2 separate regions of the Mus musculus genome follow, and region 2 is linked to region 1. Evidence: chromatin contacts called from public HiChIP or PLAC-seq data. All regions are on one chromosome and are shown on one strand. Each heading gives the region's core, a stretch centred on a gene start, on an enhancer-like site or on the middle of the called end of the contact. The rest is flanking DNA. Distances are from core to core; before and after follow the strand shown. Region 1 overlaps Mir100hg (Mir100 Mirlet7a-2 Mir125b-1 cluster host gene). Region 2 overlaps Gm35835 (a long non-coding RNA gene).

Region 1 (4,982 bases), core at 1,606-4,105:
GCCACTTCTGGGTCTTACCATTCTTAGAACCTGACAAGAGTCCCTTGGCTGTTAGTCACATGAACATGGCTGCATACATTCTTACTACTCCATCTTTGCCCAAGGTGGGAGAGGAATGTTTTATTGGTGGTCCTCATATGTATTTGTGTGGGGGAGGGTATTTGTTATAGTTATTATGTTAGGACATGAACTATATTTATACGATCAATGCATTAAACACAAAACCTGTATGTGTGTGTATAACAACTTAGAATCAGTGCTGAGAGAGTCCCTACTCACTCATTTTAGTAACTAATAGAGTAGCAAAGTCGAATGACAGGCAGCCCTGTGTTTAAAGATGTGCCGCTGGTACCTAGTGGATTCAGGGCCGCCCATGACAGAGCTGAAGAGTCCTCCTTGTGCCTCAATTCAGGCAGCAGGGACAGCCAGGGGTAAAACAACTCTGTCATTGAAAGTGTCATTCAAAGGCAGCCTGTACATCACAGCAAAGAAGCGAAATCCCAGAAAGGTTAACAGACTCCGGAAAAGAGCTAAGTCTTCTATTCTGAGACTTGTTACCTATGGCTGGAAAGGAGCTACCTCATAGCACACACAAGGCACATAGTCTAAAGTTATTCTCTTAATTTGCTTAATTTATTCTGGTGCTTCTGCCTTATGTGGTCAAATTTTTCACCTCAATGCAAAACATTTGTTTGTTTGTTTGTTTATTTATTTATTTATTTATTTATTTATTTATGCTTAAGCGTTTGGTTTCATAACCAAAAACATTTATTGGCAAGACCAATATCAATAACCTCTATTGGGTTTTATACTATATTTATTTTCAAAGGATAAAATTGTATCAAAGGGATAAATAGTCTGAGTCCTTATTCAGACAGTTTAAATTCAAGCCCAAAATGGCTGCTGTCGTTTGAAGGGATTGGTCACCATGTATTCTCGTGTCAAGATACTCAACAATGTTCTCTGAGTCCTCAGAGAGAGGGCGAAGACTTTGATATTTGATTCATACAATCCTTATCTGCAACGTAACCAATGATTTCTTGTGGACACATTAACTTCTCTACATCTAGATCAGGAACTTCAAACCCAAATTCACATCCTATGGCCATAACAATCTCTACTTGGTCCAAACTGTCTAAGCCCGGGTCCTTCATAAAATGCAAATTTCTCGAGAGCTTTGCAGGGTCTGTCTTGCTGTAGATTTCCACACATATAGCACCCAGCCATTGCTTGCCTCTAACATCAAAGGGGCAAATCACTCACTGATGATGCTCTTGTGGGACTTTTCCAGACACCTCCCAGCCTTGAGGAAGGGAGTACACCCACAGTAAAGGTCATCTTAGGGTCACTTTGCAGGCGCTGAAACAAGCAGCTTCCCAAGGCCTTCCTCCTTCTGGCACAAAGACAACTTAGAACAAATAGGAGCCCATTTCAGAGCAAGCTCTGTGAACTACCCAAGTTTGGTGAGAATCAGCAATGTGCATCCTTTTCAAGAGCTGGCTAGTTTTTTCATTCCCTCAGCATGTAATCAGCTGGCCCACACAGGCTTTAGTGAGCAAGTGAAGTGGGTTCTCTTTGTTTTACTTTGGGTTTGGTTTTTCTAGCAGCTTTAGAGTTCCATACATTATAGCTAAGTTTTACATTTTGGGTTGATTTTGTATATAGTTTGTGATAAGGGTTCAATTCACTCTTCTGCATGTGTGTAAACAAATTTCCTAACCCTGCAGTCAGTCAGTCAGTCAGTCAGTCAGTCAGTCAGTCAGTCAATCTGTCTGTCTGTCTGTCTGTCTGTCTCTCCATTGTAAATCCTTTCCACCTTGTGAAAATAATACATTTACTATAAGGCATATCATTCTGGGCTTTCTATCATGCTCTGTTTATCTATGCATCTATCTGTGGTTTTATGTAGAACCACAATGTTTGGATTATTGTGGTTTTGTAGCATATTTTGAAATAACGAAGTATAATACCTCTGGCTTTGGGGTTTTTTTTTTCTTTCAATATTGCTTTGGGCATTTGGGGTCTTCTGTGTTTCCTGATGAATTTTGGGGTTTCCATTTTTCTCATTCTGTGGTGAATGACATTGGAGTTTTGATAGAGATTACATTGATCTGTGTATGTTTCTGCATGGGATGGACATTTTAGCAGTGTTATGATTTTGCTCAGTGGGTAAATTCTGTGTTTTTTTTCCATTGAAAAAGACAGAAGAGAGACAGAGATAAAGAGAGGAAAGGCGAAAGAAGGAGAGGGAAGCAAAAAAGCAAGGAGGGAGAGAGAGGAAAAGAAGCAAGGAGAAAAAAGAAGGAAGAAGAAGAAAGAGGAGAGAGGCAGAAGGAAGGAGAGGTAAGACAGGAGCAAGCAGATGGAGCCTGGTAATTAGAGTTGATCATTTTAATATATATATATATGTATATATATATATATATATGTCACAGAACATCAAGTTGTATATTCTAAATGCATACAGTTCACACAACCAGTGGCAGGAACAGAGAGAGAGAGAGAAAGAGAGAGAGAGAGTTAGAGAGAGAGACAGAGAGAGAGACACACACAGAGACACAGACAGAAGATAGACAGAGACAGATGGAGATGGAGATAGAGACAGAGGGAGAGAGAGAGAGAGAGAGAGAGAGAGAGAGAGAGAGAGAGAGAGAGAGAGAGAGAGAATTGTGTTCATAGGCAACCCCTATTTCTGAATCACCATCTCAAAGAATCTGGTTCAGAACTGGGTGGGTCCCAGGAATCTTAATGGTTACTCAACTTCCCAGGGGACTTGGCTGGGTGGTCCTGGGGCTGCACTTGAAGAAACACTCCTCTGGAATCTCAGCCTCTGAACTTTCTAACCTTGTTACTTCCCAAAGGATGATGTGGCCTCACTCCACTCAAATGTCCAAACAATACATAAGATTCTTTGTGATTCATACTTGTGTCCTTATTTTCTGACTCAACAATTAATTCCTGGTTAGGTCAGTCATTGAGCAATTTTCTTTTGCTCAGTCAGTCAGCCCCTCTCTTCTGTGTGCCAGACACTGGAGAGACAGGAATCCCAGTCCTCCCCACTGAACCCACAGAATGGCAATAGCAGTAACGATGGTTCTTCCAGCACTCTATCCATGTGCACAGTCCATGCAGCTTATGTTACTGGCCTATTTCATTCTCTACCTTTTGGTAACCTGTCATGAACCAGAACAAAATCTGAGAATATAAATATAGACAGAGAATCAGAAAGTAGTCTGCAGCTCATTTTTTACCCTTAATATATGTCTTTAAGTTCTTTGTGTCTATCTTTTTTCTTTTAATCGATTGTTCCCTCCCCTCCCCTCTTCTCCCCTCTCCCCCTTCCCCTCCCCTCCCCTCCCCTCCTCTCCTCTCCTCTCCCCCCTCCTCTCCCCCCTCCTCTCCCCCTCCCCTCCCCTCCCCTCCCCTCCCCTTCCTCTCCTCTCCTCTCCTCTCCTCTCCTCTCCTCTCCTCTCCTCTCCTCTCCTCTCCTCTCCTCTCCTCTCCTCTCCTCTCCTCTCCTCTCCTCTCCTCTCCTCTCCTCTCCTCTCCTCTCCTCTCCTCTCCTCTTCTCTCCTCTCAAAAACAGTGCTCATGCACTTTAGGCAAGCCCAGAACTTACTGTGTAGCCTAGAATGGCCTGAAACCTGATAGCAATCCTCCTGTCTCAGCCTCTAAACTTCTGAGATTACAGTGTGTACTACCATGAATGACCCAGTCTTTCTTCATAGTAGCTACAGAGAATCCCACTATGGAGGTACTGTTTTGTCTTTGACCACCATTCCCCTGATGAATTTGCATTTCACTAGTTACAAATAGTCCCCTTATAAACTTCAGAGCAAATATGATATACTCTTCTTTTAGAGGATGAGTTAAGAACAGTTAGTGATCCTGCCAGGGCTTCCCCCCCCCCCCTGACACTAGCATAGTCCTCCCTGCCTCAACACCAACAGTTCTTTCTTTATGTGTTACTACCTCCTATGATTCTCACAGGCTAAGTGCTGGACTCTGTGGAAACTACAAACTCACACCAACCTGACTTCTCTTGGGACTTCAAGTTCACCGGAGGAGTGCTAACGGAATAGACTCTAGGAGCTGTCTGGGAATGGAGGGTGGAAACTGCTCTAGAAAGAGGTGTTGAATGATTGCAAACTCACCAGTCATGCTGATCATCACTGGAGGAAGCATGTGTGTGCGTGTGCGTGTGCGTGCGTGAGACAAAGAGAGAAGGAGAGAGACAGAGAGAGGGAGAGGGAGGAGGGATTAAAGCCTGGAAAGGTGGAATGACATCTGCCTATGAGGAGTCATAGAGCATCTTGTATGTGTCTGAAAACCACCAGAGTCCTAAGCTAGTGAGCACAGTATAAATAAATACTTACCCCATTTGGCAGCTTCAGTAGAACCCTGGAAGTGAGTGGGCGATAGGGTCCTGTGTCTGTGGCAAGCAAAGATATTTGCCCTTTTAATAGCTTGGATTCTTCCTTTTTAAATGAAGAAAGTAATATCTAGTGCCTGCTCACTTGACAGGATGTTACAAGGCTTGGCTAATTTCTGTAAATGTTTTGAGCTCCTCTGAGGTATGTGTTCTGTAAATAGGGGGGTATTAATAGCAGCCGTCAGAACAGAAACAAAACTGAATTGAGCTGCAGTCATATTTCTGGGAAAGAAATACAGACACTGCAAAGTGTGAAGCCTGTTAGATCCATGGGCATTGGCCCTTCCTTAAGAGGCAGCCTGGGTTTCATATAGAACATGGTGACAGCCTAGGCCCCCATCTCCAGTGGGGAATGAGCTGGATTTTCTAACATTTAATTTCCCAGATGATTGTTGTGATTAAGAGCCCATCTGGTGCAGCCCATTTGTGAGGTGTGTGTGTGTGTGTGTGTGTGTGTGTGTGTGTGTGTGTGTGTGTGTGTGTATACAGGGAGGTGGGGATCCAGTAAGCCAGAAGTCTAACTGCAAGGAAGAGAAAATGCACAGTGCAG
Region 2 (4,982 bases), core at 1,398-3,897, 210 kb after region 1:
TTGAGAGGAATACAGAGTGAGGGATGCTGGGAGGTGTCCATTAGCAAAGGCTTTGTGGTGTGTCTCCACTAGCAACATCCCAGGTGGAATCATTTCCAGCAGAAGTGAATATCTCCTGAGCTATAGGCCTGGCACCACCAGGAGTTTGGTGATATATCAAAGACTAACATAAAGACTTGGTCTTCATACACACACCCTCCAGATAACGCAGAGTTTAAGGGCAAGTGAGTATGAAGAAAACCCATGATTCACATACAAATGAAAAAGCCCATGATATAATCCTGGGTCTCTGTCCATTTGCCTGTTGGGTGAAGGAAAAACTGATCAGTGTACAGACAGTTGCTATTCTAGATAAGGTGTCAGAGGGTCCTTTTCCATGAAGAGTGGCTGGTGAAGCTAAGTAAAGGACAGGTCTATGCAAATGTCCTGGGGTAGAAACTGAATTAACAACACAAGCTGGTAAAAGAAAAACATATAATAAGAAAGCTGGCTATGACACCAAACTTTGTTCTCAGCAATGTTCTCTAGCTCCATGGGGTCTAACTCCCTCTTCCACCTAGAGATTTTGATCAGAGAAGATACTGAGGACCAGAAATCCCAGCAGCACTCCCCTGAAGGGGACAACATCGTTGGGTGCATTGTGTCAGATGAGACAGGCATGGCATAGGCTGCAACCAAACAGCACCCCATGATTAAGTAGATGAATACTGAGATGCTTTGGAAAATGCTTTGTTCGTTAATTTTGAACAATCAAGTGGGAGGGGCTGCCGGAGGGAGAGCTCAGCTGCTGCTTGTGTCGAGGACCTGTGTTCAGTTCCCAGTGTCCATTCCGGGCAGCTCACTACTGTTTCTGTTTGCCACTCAAGCTTCAGAGGATAGAACACACTCTTCTATCCTTTGAGGGCACCCCCACACAAGTGTGCATAAACACAGGCATGTACGCACAGGCACAAATCCAAAAATAAAGTAAATGTTCAAAAATGAAATGGCTGCTTTTAAGATGTAAGTATGTAGCAGCATATTTTTGCATTCTAGTCAGAGTAGTAGTAGGGTTTGCAAGAAACCTATAGCCTTCCAAGATAGCACCAAGTCAGAAAACACTAGGTCAGCTGCTTTGATAAGCTAACATCTCCTATATATGTGCATGTGTACGTGTACGTGTACGTGCAAGGTAACTCTTACATCAGCTCAACGACAGAGATAGTGTTCTACCCACATATCCATTGAGGACAATGCAGCTCAGTTCCTAACCACAAACACAGACCAGTAGATGATAGAATCCTGTTCGCATCATCCATGAACCCCAAAGTCAGACCTGCTCGGAGCTTTCCCATTGTGCCCAGCAGTGTGTGGTATTTGTGTATGACTTCTTTGATTCTTAGGCTTAGTGGGATTTCATTTTCCCATGCTGTGGCACCTGGCTAAAGATGTCCATTTTACCTTCTTACCTCTGAACTTAGTGTCAAAAGAACTAAATCCAAAGCCAGGCATGGTTGTACAGGCCTGTAATCTTGGCACTGAGAGACTGAAGCAAGTTCAAGTTCAAGATCAGCTTATGTTATGCTGAGAGACTATTTCAGAAAGAGAAAGGGGGAGGATAAGGGGAAGAGGAGAAAGGGAAGAAAGGAAAGAAGGAAAGGAGGGAGGAAGGGGTGGAAGGGAAGGGAAGGGAAGGAGGGAGGAAGGGGTGGAAGGGAAGGGAAGGGGGAGGAAGGGGTGGAAGGGAAGGGAAGGAGGGAGGAAGGGGTGGAAGGGAAGGGAAGGGAACTGGGTTCAAGCTTGATAACTACCCTCTTAGTTGTGATGTGACTCTTGACATTTAAGTTAAACCCTAGTTTCACTTTGGTCACTTTAAACTCCAGAGAGCCATATATCTCAGTCAGGATTTTCTAGAGGACCAGAACCCATAGGTGAGACAGCAGTTGCTTCATACCTGAGAGGCTAAGAACCTTGGGGCTTGGTGCCTCAACAGTTGGAGCAGTCCCACGGTGCTTGTGTTACTTGGAGAAGCCAACATCTTGGAAGTTGCTTAGTCTACAAGACTGGGTGCCTCAGGAATCTAAATAGAGTGCCCAAAACCTCAGGGGTTCCTGGAGAGCCACTGGTCTTCAGCCCATGATAAAAACAGGAGTCTACATCTTCAGCAACAAGGGGAATGAGGAAAAACCAAGTGAGCAAACAGCCAAGAGTCTTCCCTGAATGGAGCTCCCCAAATCAATGAAGGCGATCAGGACAGTTCTTCAGCTGAAGCTTCCTACTCCGGAAATCCTACTTTGGGGCAAGTTGACATTAAATCCAACCATCACAGGGCTTGTGCGGTGGCTCAGTTGTTAAGAGTATTGAATTCTCTTTCAGAGGCCCTGAGTTCAATTCCCAGCCCTCACACGGCAGCTCACAGAGATTATTAACTCCAGTCCCAGGGAATACTATGCCTCCTTCTGACCTCCTCAAGCACCAGACACATACATGGTGTGCAGACAGACATACAGACAAACTATCTCTACACATAACATAAGTTAATTTTAACAACAGAGCAGTCAACAAGATCAGGCCTTGGAAGTCTTTTCACCCTAATATAATACAGGGCGGATACTCAGTAAATGTTGCGTGAGTGTATTTGTGGCTAACTTATGACTTTGTCTGACTAATGATCATATAACTGCTGAATGCTTCCTGGATTAGTTAGATGTGGCTACTAGAGAGGATCCCACCCACTCCCTGGCCATGCTGTTTCCAGGAAAGGCAGCCCATTTGGTTAAAAGTTCATAGATATGAGTAAGGCTGAACACACAGGTAACCATCAATAAAACTCCTGCTGAGAAAGTGTTTGCAGGCACAGCCTCTAAACTCATAGTTCTGGAAAGAAAATCTTCAGACTCTCCAGAACATTCTGGAAAGGAGCCTAGTGAATTAGGCTTTCTGAAGTATAATGTCTATTTTCTTTTCCCAAGAGGACTTTATTTTCCTAATAAAAGAACATGGGGTTGGCAGGGAATCTATAGGTGGATGGGCCCATTTCCTAAACTTTCCATGATAGAGTGTCACAGAGTAAGCAACTTCAAGCAGAAGAGGTTTGCTACCCGAATTTTATGGCAGCTGAGACCTGTAATCAAGACGTTAGCAGGACCCTGCTTTCTCCAAAGCTCAAGGGTGAACCTACCTAGACTCTTAAAAGCACACCTTGCGATCTGTTCAAAGCAGTGGAGTTCCCAAAGGATACATCACTTTCTGGGGTTGGCTGGCACTCTTGTCTTTCCTTGGTTAACAGGTACATCACTCTGTGTCATCAAATGACTGGCTGTCTTTTCCATAGATATCTCTGTCTCTCATCTCTTTTTGAAGGGCATTGATCATATTGGATATTATTTCCATCCTTCTCCAGTATGTCTTTATGTTAACTAATACATCTGCAATCATCATATTCTACATATGATATTATATAAATAAATCCAGAGCCTAGTACTAGGTATAACCATCATCTCTCTCTGTCTCCTGTCTCTCTCTCTGTCTTTATCTGTGTGTGTGTGTGTGTGTGTGTGTGTGTGTGTGTGTGTGTGTGTGTGTGTGTGTGTGTGAAACTCAGTCCATAACAATGGGTTATGGACTTCTCCATGACTTGAAAGAACCAGGAAAAAGGTTTAAGCCTGTATCTCACATCCTAGTGCCAATGGGACTTCAAGAGAATTAGAAATAGCTCCTCTTTCTCCTCTAGAGAGAAGTGTTCTAAAAGCCTGGGGATGTAACATGCCTACATGGTATGCAGGAAGGTATGGATTCAATCTCCAGTACCACATAAAACAAATTTTGCTCGGGGCTACCAATTCAGTTATCTTAGAACTGTGGACTGTGTAGCTTTTGGAGCCGAGGGAAATGACCCCTCTCTGTTTTGATTTTAATCACCAGATCTTAATTCCAATCCTCATATTGAGTGCACCTCAGGACCAATCATACATCTTCCATTAGCTTAAATCATTTGAATTCTCATTTTTATAAATAGAAATATGTCAAATGTTGGCAATTTCACATGATTTGATCCATGCATTTCATAGATGTGGCTGAAAAGATTTATACTCACCTTTAATTCTTCAAGGTGGTCTCAGGATTTCAAAATTTCTACTACCCAATTCCCGTCCTCAGTTACGACTGATACAGGATACATCCGACTGACCAGATTCACCCTACCATGCCAGTACATACCCCATGTGTTTAGACTCAAGAAAAAAAGACTTGAGAGCCTGGGTTCAAATTATTTAATCTCTCTATTAGTTAGTAGGCATTTGAGTAATTAGTCTCCTTTTATATCAAAACCCTCATTTGTTAATTAGTAACAAAACACAGGATTATTTTAAGGACTAAAGTATGTGCTATAGACATTTGTAACTGTGTACACACACACACACACACACACACACACACACACACACACACACACACCTCATGCTACCAGCACAGTAGATGTTCACTGAATGGTATTCCCCTCCCCTCCAGCACTTTCCTTATATCCCCTAATAATTCCAGCAACAACTGAGGGACAAGCCCAAATAATGAGACAACCTGTGGGCTTGATGAAGGTAGCTAGAAACAAACAATAGTGGGACCAAAAAAAAAAAAAAGAGGTAGCTTTGCACGTAGTTTATTCTTTTATATTACAGAGCAGAACCCATAAGCCTTAAACTCAGTTACTAGCAAGCTATCTTATTATGTTGTCTTCTCATCTTAAGATAACTAAGCACCATTTGAATTCTATACATGATATGCTTGTGTTTACATCAAATGTCATTTTCCAACACAGCAGTTCTAGCCTCTTTTCTGTAGGCAATATACATGACATTATCATAAATTAACATATATGGTACTCTATGGAAGTGGGGGGAGCATTCTGAGATTTCCTATTTCCCCATAGGTCTTCCTTTCTCTTTCACTCTAGAAAGCCATGAGGAGAGGAATTGATAAAGGTGACTCTACAGAAATAACCTCCCAAA

The links. HiChIP or PLAC-seq counts read pairs in DNA pulled down with a chosen protein or histone mark.
Region 2: a contact with region 1 is called in a FOXA1 HiChIP or PLAC-seq map of pancreatic cancer cells. The contact joins two enhancer-like sites. A contact is called at or near these places in 6 of 115 datasets of contacts at active chromatin or transcription factors (astrocytes, embryonic stem cells, fibro-adipogenic progenitors and 1 more).

The regions. Positions count from the first base shown.
Region 1 is chr9:41,512,521-41,517,502 of GRCm38.p6, forward strand. All of the region lies in intron 3 of Mir100hg (Mir100 Mirlet7a-2 Mir125b-1 cluster host gene), which reads left to right. Among named protein-coding and RNA genes, the nearest start is that of Mir100, 16 kb to the right of the region's middle. Within about 2 kb of position 2,856, at least 54 of the 459 cell types and tissues checked have an H3K27ac peak or open chromatin away from gene starts, as enhancers often do. A contact at or near this core is called in pancreatic cancer cells, where this site is marked.
Region 2 is chr9:41,726,689-41,731,670 of GRCm38.p6, forward strand. All of the region lies in intron 2 of Gm35835 (a long non-coding RNA gene), which reads right to left. Among named protein-coding and RNA genes, the nearest start is that of Gm35835, 8.3 kb to the right of the region's middle. Within about 2 kb of position 2,648, at least 10 of the 459 cell types and tissues checked have an H3K27ac peak or open chromatin away from gene starts, as enhancers often do. A contact at or near this core is called in pancreatic cancer cells, where this site is marked.